Regions from separate parts of the Mus musculus genome. Here region 1 is linked to region 2. The links are chromatin contacts, called in public HiChIP or PLAC-seq maps. All regions are on one chromosome and are shown on one strand. Each heading gives the region's core, a stretch centred on a gene start, on an enhancer-like site or on the middle of the called end of the contact. The rest is flanking DNA. Distances are from core to core; before and after follow the strand shown. Region 1 overlaps Vwa3b (von Willebrand factor A domain containing 3B). Region 2 overlaps Tmem131 (transmembrane protein 131).

The links. HiChIP or PLAC-seq counts read pairs in DNA pulled down with a chosen protein or histone mark.
Region 1: a contact with region 2 is called in an H3K27ac HiChIP or PLAC-seq map of embryonic stem cells, with 8 read pairs. The contact joins two enhancer-like sites. A contact is called at or near these places in 4 of 115 datasets of contacts at active chromatin or transcription factors (all in embryonic stem cells).

The regions. Positions count from the first base shown.
Region 1 is chr1:37,047,896-37,052,656 of GRCm38.p6, reverse strand. It overlaps Vwa3b (von Willebrand factor A domain containing 3B), which reads right to left. Exons shown (of 28, transcript NM_001370828.1): 5 at 778-940. Among named protein-coding and RNA genes, the nearest start is that of Gm39626, 3.9 kb to the right of the region's middle. Within about 2 kb of position 3,261, at least 6 of the 459 cell types and tissues checked have an H3K27ac peak or open chromatin away from gene starts, as enhancers often do. A contact at or near this core is called in embryonic stem cells, where this site is marked.
Region 2 is chr1:36,901,084-36,905,624 of GRCm38.p6, reverse strand. The region is part of intron 1 of Tmem131 (transmembrane protein 131); the gene reads left to right. Among named protein-coding and RNA genes, the nearest start is that of Tmem131, 36 kb to the left of the region's middle. Within about 2 kb of position 2,029, at least 54 of the 459 cell types and tissues checked have an H3K27ac peak or open chromatin away from gene starts, as enhancers often do. A contact at or near this core is called in embryonic stem cells, where this site is marked.

The sequences.
Region 1 (4,761 bases), core at 2,012-4,511, 150 kb before region 2:
AAGGGTTTGTCCTTATGTAGGCCCTATTAACCCTGGAGAAAAGCTTAGGTTAGCTCACTGGGCAGGTATGGGCGCCCCATTTTGGTTGCTCCAACTCTGCCATCACCAAGTCATTGAAGCCTGGAGCCTACTTCTGGACTGGTTGTGAGCTGAAGACTAAACAGGATTATGCTTTGGGGACTGTGCTGGCTAGTTGGTTTTGTCAACTAGTCACAATCTAGAGTCACCAGGGAAGAACCACTCGATGAAGGATTGGCCCAGAGCCTGGCAGGTTGGCCAGGGGCATATCTGTGGATGATTCTTCTGATTGCATTTAATGATACAGAAAGACCCAGCTACAAGTGCATGGCATCATCCTCTGGATTTTGGTCCTCTCTCTCTCTCCCTCCCTCCCTCCCTCTCTCCTTCCCTCTGTCCTCCCCCTCCCCTTCCCTCTCTTTCTCCCTCTCCCTTTCCCTCTGCCCTTGACTGCAGGTGCAATGTGACCAGCTCCCTTGAGCTCCTACTGCTGTGACATCCCCACTATGATGACTGTAACCTGGAACCAACCATCAGAAATAAACCATCTCACACACACACACAATTTGCTTTTGATCAGGGTATGTTACCATAGCAACTGGACAGGAAACTAAGGCAGGTACTCTCAATGATGATGCTCCAGTTTCCCTGAAGAGCAACTAGGAGGAGGCCTGGACCAGTATCGTGGAGACACAGAGAGTATACAGTTAAGCTCGAAGCCACCTTGGTGACCTGGGCCAGCCATGGATACACACTTACGGTTTTGTCTTTCCCAGCTTCCAGCAGAGCATCTAGGCCGCTAACCTCTCTCACAGGCTTTGGCTCAAAAGTCATTTTCTCAATCCAGCTGATAGCAGCAGCTATGGAGTGCTCGGTCACAAGGATGGCGTACTCCTGCCATTTCACCGGCTCTGCGGAAACCCTGAAAGGGATCATAGTCACCAGACAGTGATTAACGCCACCATGGGAGTGTTGGCCTTCAGTGTCAACCAGAAGTCACCTGGGAGAGAAGGGAAACCAAGCTGCCAGTTCTTCGAGAGTCATCGAGAAAATGTGTGAGCCAGTGCAGACACGCCTGTCCTGTTCGGGCAAGTTTACCAAGGATCTAATACCTAATGTCAAAGCACCATGACCTCCCACAGGCATGGTGACCAGGAGACATAGTTGGAGTGGCATGGGTCAGACAAAAAGGTACAAGTGTTGACTAGTGCTTTAAAAGCATTAAGAGAGGGGCCGAGAGACTTCCGGATTGGATGGAGGAAGAGAGGAAGCAGGAGAGAGTTAGGTTCTTTTTGACAGGGATAGCATGAGGACAAGATGTAGCTACGAGTGTCTCCTGGTTTCAGTGGTCGATCCATCAGGATTCGCCTCCAGAGGATTTAGATTTAATAAGGTTTTACAAGATTAGAATTTTAGTTGCTGTGCCCAACGATTGAGTTACCATCGTTTCTGAACTAAGTTTATGTTGTGTTTTCCTTCATGCCGTGGTTTGTCCGGGTTCAAGAGAGAAAGTTATGGTGGCAAAGCATGGATAGGTTTGCCTGAGGTGCACCACAAAGGCCGTGAGGGATTTGAAGCATGGGGTTGGTGTGGTAGCAACCCACCAGTGGGAACCTAGAGAGCTGGGTGGAGAGATTTTGGAGTTCTGAGTCAGAGTCTCTGCGAGATAAAATCAGGTCGGGCCATTGCCTGCCAGTGCATGGCGGACCAGGCCATGGGGGCAGAGAGTTGCCCCCACAAGCACAGGAACATGCCAGTTCATTTTTTTTTTTTTAAATATTTACTGCAACAGGTGATGAACCAACATGTTTGGCAAGAATCCACTAGAAATTTAAGATTATTAGCCTAAGTATTAGGTTTTGTTTTTTTGTTTTGTTTTGGTTTTTTTGTTTGTTTGTTTGTTTTGTTTTTTGTTTTTGAGTAGCTGAGTAGCACTGAGGTGAGTCACATGAGACAAGTCACGTGGACTCAAGGGCAGGAATTGAAAGAAACTGCTGGCAGGCTCTGAGTCAGAGAGCTGTAGAATGGAAGTTGCCTACTTCTTGGGGCAGAGATTGATTGAACTGTGAATTTATAAAATTGGGATTATTTGCTTTTAGATTTATTTATATACAGATTTTATTTATATACAGATTCTGTCTGAATAACGTGGGGAATTTCTCCTACTTTGGAACTAGGATAGGGAAAAATTAGTCACTGACTTGAAGTAGATAGGGCAGTGAACGGGTATTAATAAAATAAATGTCTGTGGCTCCAGGCAGAGAGCTGAACAGATAGACGATATAAGGATACATTGCTCTAATACATCTTAACAGGATACTCAAATTCTGTCTAATGTGGGCTCCACAGGAATTCTTAGTTATTATCCTGCCTGGCAAAATATAAAAGGCCTAAGAATAGGCATATACAGTATTTTAGTTTACTTCATGTGTTTTAGATTGTTTTAACTTTCAAAATGGGTGTGATGTTAAGTTTTGTGGTTATGTTATTCCTCTGGGAGAGAGGTCAAAAAAAAAAAAAAGTCTGGTTACTGGCTCAAGGGTATGCTGATTTGGGAGAAAGGTTTTGTCTTTGCAATTTTAGAAAAGGTGATTAGTGTCTATACACCTTCCAGAGTAATATGGATCAAATTTGATAGAAGAAGACCCCCTGAAGAAATAGATTCCACAAAATCAAACGAAAACATTATCTTGATGATACTAAGATTTTGTTTTGAGATTTGTATATTACAGAATATACTGCCTTGTTGAGTCTCTGCTTGAACTTCGGGTGTCTTAGACTTTCAGATGCAAGCACACCCGTGTGCATCCACACAGGATTGTGCAGGACACAGACATCAGAGACTAAATCAATCATTAGTGTGGCCTTCTTAAGGCCAACCAACTCTTCTATTTTCCCTACCCCCTCCCCCCCCCTTCAAAATATCTCAATGGCCATATTCAGCTTGAAGAAATAGTCACCGACCCAGTTCCCTGGACTCTGGGGCTAGAGGGAGTTATTATAGGTTGTCTTTCTAGGGAATATGGAAATGGTCATAATTAGAACAAGAAAGAATAGCTAGAATTGATGCATAGCCATAATCTCACTTGGTAGTGTTGTAACCACTGAATTACTGATGCTAGAGAGACTTCAGTGTTGTGTACAGTTTGCCTCTGCATTGCCAGACAGAGGCTCCCATCCTCCCTCCCATCGCAGCAAGCACAATATGCAGACAGCTGGTTTCTGTGCTGCGTCCTCCTGCAGCAGCCAGGGGCTCCCTTCCCCTCCCTTAGCATTAGAATGGCTCTACCCATAAAATCCAACACACACACCCCACGCCTTGTCTCAAAAAAAAAAAAAAACAAAAAAAACAAAAAACCAACACTCCTGCTGATAAGCAGCAAAACTCCAGGTGCCTGTCCTTGAGACCTTAGAGAAATAACTAGCTTAAGGGAAACCGTGGAAGAAAAAAAAAAGGTATCAGAGGTCAGATCACAGATAGTTACGACTGGGACTGGCTATAAAATTAGTCCTTGAACAGACACCCTTTAAACCCCCTCCCACTTCAGTACTATTCCACCCTCTACTCCCCTTTTCTGTGAATATTCACTCTATTCCTAACTATATTGTATACAAACCCAATGTTTCCTGGATTCAGGGTTGCTTGCCAGCATTCACACAGTGAGTGCTAGGTGGACAAACTGAGTTCAAACTTGAAACAATAGAAGATTCTTTTTCGAGTTGCAATGGACTTCAAAATTTTTCGACTCATCTGGGTTTCCTATGGATTCAGGGCACAACAGTAGAAATCTTTTTCATTGTTACTAAGTTGAAGTCATAGTTTCTTATTTTGGTACAGAAATTATTTTGATGCAAAATCAAGGTTTCATTGGTATAAATTACTTCTATTGATACTAAAAATTTTAAAGTACAGGGCTTAGACCCAGTCCTTCTATTACTGTTATTATAAACTGATCTGAGATTATTAAGCCTGTGAGTTAAAGGCCAAATAGCAAATTCATGGCTCTGAGTTTATCATTTGGGTGTTTTCAGAGATTTTAATTAGAAATAGCTGAGAGTAGGGGCTGGTGAGATGGCTCAGTGGTTAAGAGCACTGACTGCTCTTCTGAAGGTCCTGAGTTCAATTCCCAGCAACCACATGGTGGCTCACAACCATCTATAACAAGATCTGGTGCCCTCTTCTGGTGTGTCTGAAGACAGCTACAGTGTACTCACATATAATAAATAAATAAATCTGAAGAAAAAAAAAAGAAGAGAAACAGCTGAGAGTAGTTAACGGAGAAGAGTCCAGATTACTTTACATAGATAGTTGGTTCTCAAAAACATCAGAAATCCACGGAATTTGAATTTAATGTTACTCATTCACTTGTTGAGACAAATCTACTCCTAACAGCTTCCCATTTGTGGATTCAAAAAAGCAACTGAGCATCGCACCTCCAGGTGAGGCTGTACATTTGTGGCTAGGTGGCCACTGGGCAGAAAATTACCAATCTCTCCTGCAGACCTGTACTGTTCCTGAAAGGACACAGTTTACAGGTTAGGACAGCTTAGTTCTGCTGAGAATAGGCTAGTCCTTAATATTCCTGTTTCTCTAAGGTCTGTCAGATGCTCCTGGGCCAGAAGGCTGAAGACCTGCTCCATCTTCCTGACTTACTGGGGCTGTATGGGTAGGCCGCTGTCTCTACAATTTGTCTCAGTTCTGGAAGCTGTGTTAGGCTTCCTATGTATTTTTAGGTAATGTTG
Region 2 (4,541 bases), core at 780-3,279:
CATCAATACCGGTTCTTCACTGGGATTCCTCCCAGATTTCCTGTTGCCCTTTGTCATGGAGGTCCCACAGCTTTGGATCTGCAGTCCCAAACCCTTCACAGGCTCTGGCAGTTCATAGATGGTGTAGATAGATGTTGGGGTGAAACAGTTCAGAGTCCTGGATCTGGGCCTGGGTGGTGGCTGAGCTGGTCAGCCTGCCAGCTCTCCTGCATTTACACCTCCAGGGCCTGCTCTCCAGCACTGCTCCAATGCCCCACTGGCTAGCTGGGCCAGCAAGAGCTGTAGCCTGCTCTTCTGCCCTCATGCCCTCAGGGCCAGCATACCCACTTCCCCCACCACCAGGGTCAGCTCTACTGTGCTGCCCAGTGAGATTCGGGGTTCATTCTCCCAAGGGCTGCTACCATTGACGGGTGGGACCAAAAAGTTTATTATTACTGTAACAGTTGTGGTAGCAGTAAGGACACTAGTCACCTTTGTAACCAGCACTTCTCACATGGCATACTTAAGTGAATCTACTGCACCTTGATATGCCTTGTAAAAACACATGTAGCTATCTAGTGTTAGATTTTTTTTATGTCTACATAAGTGCCTTTTCTTTTTGTAAATGTTTTTTTCTTCCCCTATCTTTCCCTGTTCCCCCCTTCTGTAGCAAGAATTTGTAATCCTCCCCTTCAGCCTCCAGAGTGTCGGGAATTACAGGTGTGTTATACTATTACACCTGGTCTAAGCTTGTTTGGAATAATTTCAAACGTTAGAAGTGTATGGGGAGGAGCATGCTGGGCAAGTAGATGACCACAGTTGGCAGTTCCCTTAGCGGCTTTGTTTGCGCCTCACTTCCCTCACCACACATGCAGGCAGTATTGACAGATTGTATGGGCTGTGGGCTTGGTGAGCTGTGCCTTGCCAGCATGAGACTATAAGTCACTCACTCCCCAGCACTCATGTAAGAAAGCCAGGCACAGTGACACACGCTTGTGATCCCAGCACCAGAGAGGCAGAGGCAGATCTGGAGCTCATTGCCAACCTGGCTTATTTGGTGGGCTCCAGGCCAACGAGAGAACCTGTCTCAACAACAAACACCCAAGGTGCATGTCTCCCGAGGCACACCATCTGAGGCTGGCCTCTGGCTTGCATGTACATGCAGACAAACCCATACAAAAAGAATTTTTACACATAAAAGAGCTGTTAAGTATGAAGTTCTGGGATATACATTATCTTACCCCATGCTTATATAGTATTGAAATGCAATTAAGGTAGATTTTATAGAAAAGATTTAGAAAACAGAACAAAACCTGGTGCTGTCCTTTTGTTGTTGACTTAAAATTTTGAGAGGCTTGCGCTGCCACTCAGTGGTAAAGAGCTTGCCTAACAGGGGCATGGTCTTTAGTTTGAAACTCACCACCAAACAATGTCATCCCACCCACCCTCTCTCGAGATCAAACAGAACTTCCTTACACATACTTGTAATCCCAGCACTTGAGAGGTTGAGGCCCGAAGATCATGATTTCAAGGCCAGCTTAATCTACAAGATGAGCTCTTTCTTAAAACAAAAAAGCAAAACAAGCAAACAAAAACAAAACCCCAAGGGCCAGTGATGTAGTCCAAAGGCAAAGCGAGCTGGATTCGCTCTACCTCTTGGGTTCTGGTCGCCTGCTCCCAGAGAGCCACTTCCTTGATGAAAAGTTGCTGCAGTGTGTATGCCCGGGCAGGTGCAGTGTGTATGCCCGGGCAGGTGCAGTGTGTATGCCCGGGCAGGCTGTGCTTACAGGGGTTTGCTTTCTGACCTTGGCTTTTTTCAGGGTTCATATATTCTCTTTTTACTCATGGTCTTGTTTTAAAATGGAGAGCAGTACAAGGGGGTGGGAGTCGTGGGTGGAGTGTGTGTGTGTGTGTGTGTGTGTGTGTGTGTGTGCGCGCGCGCGCGCGTGTGCCTGTATTGTTTTGAGACAGGGTCTGTAGGCCTGGGTGGACTAGAACTCATCCTCACCATGTAGAGCAGGCTGGCTTCTCTACCCATTCCTCTGCCGAGATTACCAGTGTCTGGCACTGTGCCCCATGACTGTGTTGTCAAGGCTCTCATTTGTACCAGTGGGAGGATCCCCTCCAGCCCTGAGCTCACACTGTTTCTTCTGGTTCTTCTGCATCCTTCAGCACTTGTGATGTTCTCAGCTTCAGCCTCTGGTCCTCTTGCTGTTGTGGCTTCCAGGGCTCTGCTGCACAGCCAAGCTTGTGTAAACTGCAAAACTAAACTTTTATTTCCTTAAAAGACAATGATTATTTGTGTTTCTTAAAAATGAAATGGTCAGAAGATTTAAAGTTCTGGAAGGCCTATGATGTCATGTTGGAGTTACAGCAGGTGATGGGCATCAACAAAAGCTCTGTACTGCCTGAGGGCCTCCTGCTCACCACCTCTGTTCTCAGGCCTGGCCTCATAGGGCTCTGCAGGGTCTAGGGAGACATAGGAATACGCTCGCAGCCATCCTCGGTCAGGGGAGCTGTGTGCTTTGAGAATTATTCCCAGGGTCCGTTTGGAGCCAGCTCTCTGCAGGTAACAGGGATGTGTGTGCGGAGGAACAGCAGCCAGGCTCTCTCTCTGCCTCCTTTTTAGGCTTGTTGCTGTGTCGCAGTGTTTTACACCAGCAAAACAAGGCTCAGTCTTTAGTAAAAATGTCAGAAACTTTTCCCTAATAGTTATTTGCCCTACAGGATGAAATCGGTTTAGATTAAAAGCAAACCTGAAACACCTTGATCTCTCTGACCAATGTTCCTAGGGTCCAAACTTTCTATAGATAGACAGCTCTGTGTCAGATCAAAGCTGTCCAGGTGGAGCCTCACAGGGACTCAGCGTACAGGTCACGTAGACAGCTCTTTGGAAGTGAACCTTTGAAGGCCTGCCAGGCCTTCCTGCCTCCCTGGTGACTGCCAGGCTGGTTCCCACTGTGGAGGTGACTGGTGATAGAGTTGCCACAAAGCCAGAGAGAAGAGAATGGGAGAGGAGCCAGGTAAATGCCACCAGTTCCGCTGGGTATTTTTGGTGTCTTTTAGAATGTGAGCCAGCACTCTTTCAATTGTTGGTCGCTTTTTGTGAAAGAAAGGCTTTCCAGAGCTCTTCAATGATACCATTTTCATACTCGCATCAAACCTTTTGAAAGTCAAAAAATACTGTCAAGTTAGTCTGTGTGTACAGAAAGCTGTCCTGAGATTTTCATAGGATCTAATGAAAAGATTGGACATATTTACATTTCTCAGCCAATGAGTATGGCATGTTTGCCCATTTAGACCTTTTATTTGTTTGTTTTGTTTTGTTTTGTTTTGTTTTGTTTTTTCGAGACAGGGTTTCTCTGTGTAGCCCTGGCTGTCCTGGAACTCACTCTGTAGACCAGAAATCCACCTGCCTCTGCCTCCCAAGTGCTGGGATTAAAGGTGTGCGCCACCACTCCAGGCAGTCCATTTAGACTTTTTAAAAGTATTTTTCCATCGGAAAATATTTTCTAAACTTGTTTGGTTTCTTGCATGTAGATAGTGCCCTTCAGTTTCTTTCAGCCCCTGTCGTCATTGCTCTCGTCCACCCCTTGCAGGTCCCGCCAAACTCTTTCCTCCTAGCAAGGCCGTTGTCTCCCACTCCCCGCCCGCCATGCCCATGCCCACGTGCACCATATCTTGTTGCTTTGTGGCCCACCAAGTAGAGTTAGGGCTACTTTCAAGATGGGTGGTGAGCTATTACTGGAGCAGGGCAGCTTGCCAGTAGCTGCATCACTAATTATGGAGGCTTTGGTTTCCTTTGTCATCTTTTTGTAGATTTTAGTATATGTGTGCTATACAGCACCTAAGTATTTCATTAAATTTGGATAATTTCTCACATATTTATGTTAATATATAGAAATATGATTCTATTTGGGGGTTGAGTTTGTATTTGCAAATTTGCGAAACTTACTTATTCTAAGTAATTCACTTTTTCTTTTTTTATCCCTCTTTGTTATTACAAACACAATTATCTAGTCTGCAAATGGAGACAGTTTTATTTCTTTGGGGAAAAAAGTTGTTTTAGTCTTCTTGTGTGCAGGGTTTCTGGTAGTATGTTGAACAAAGTGCCGTCGAGAGCCTGTGCTGCACAAGCCCCAGAGAGTGCACTGAAGCCTTGCTCAGGGCCGCCTGAAGGCGAGCTTGGGGCAGTCTCACCTCCCCACCTTGCAGACAGTTCTGCTGGGAATGAGCACAGGGTTGTTCAGGACTCTTTCAGTTCTTCTGACGATCGAGAGTTACATGTTAGGATGGTTGAGTTCTAAGTTTTGAGACAGTTTGTATACCTGAACAAAAGCCTTGGTTATTGCATGGAATCTATCTGTCTACATTGCTAGATTCAGTTTGTTAATATTTTGCTGAATAATATGTTGTATACATTAAAATTAATTTGTTCTATAGATTGTTAAGTAACATTTAATTTTACACTTGTAAGTATTTTAAGATACATAGTCTGGTAACATTAGTGTTACATAGACAGTTGCTAGGAAACCATCAGTATCTACTTCTAAAAGTTTCAT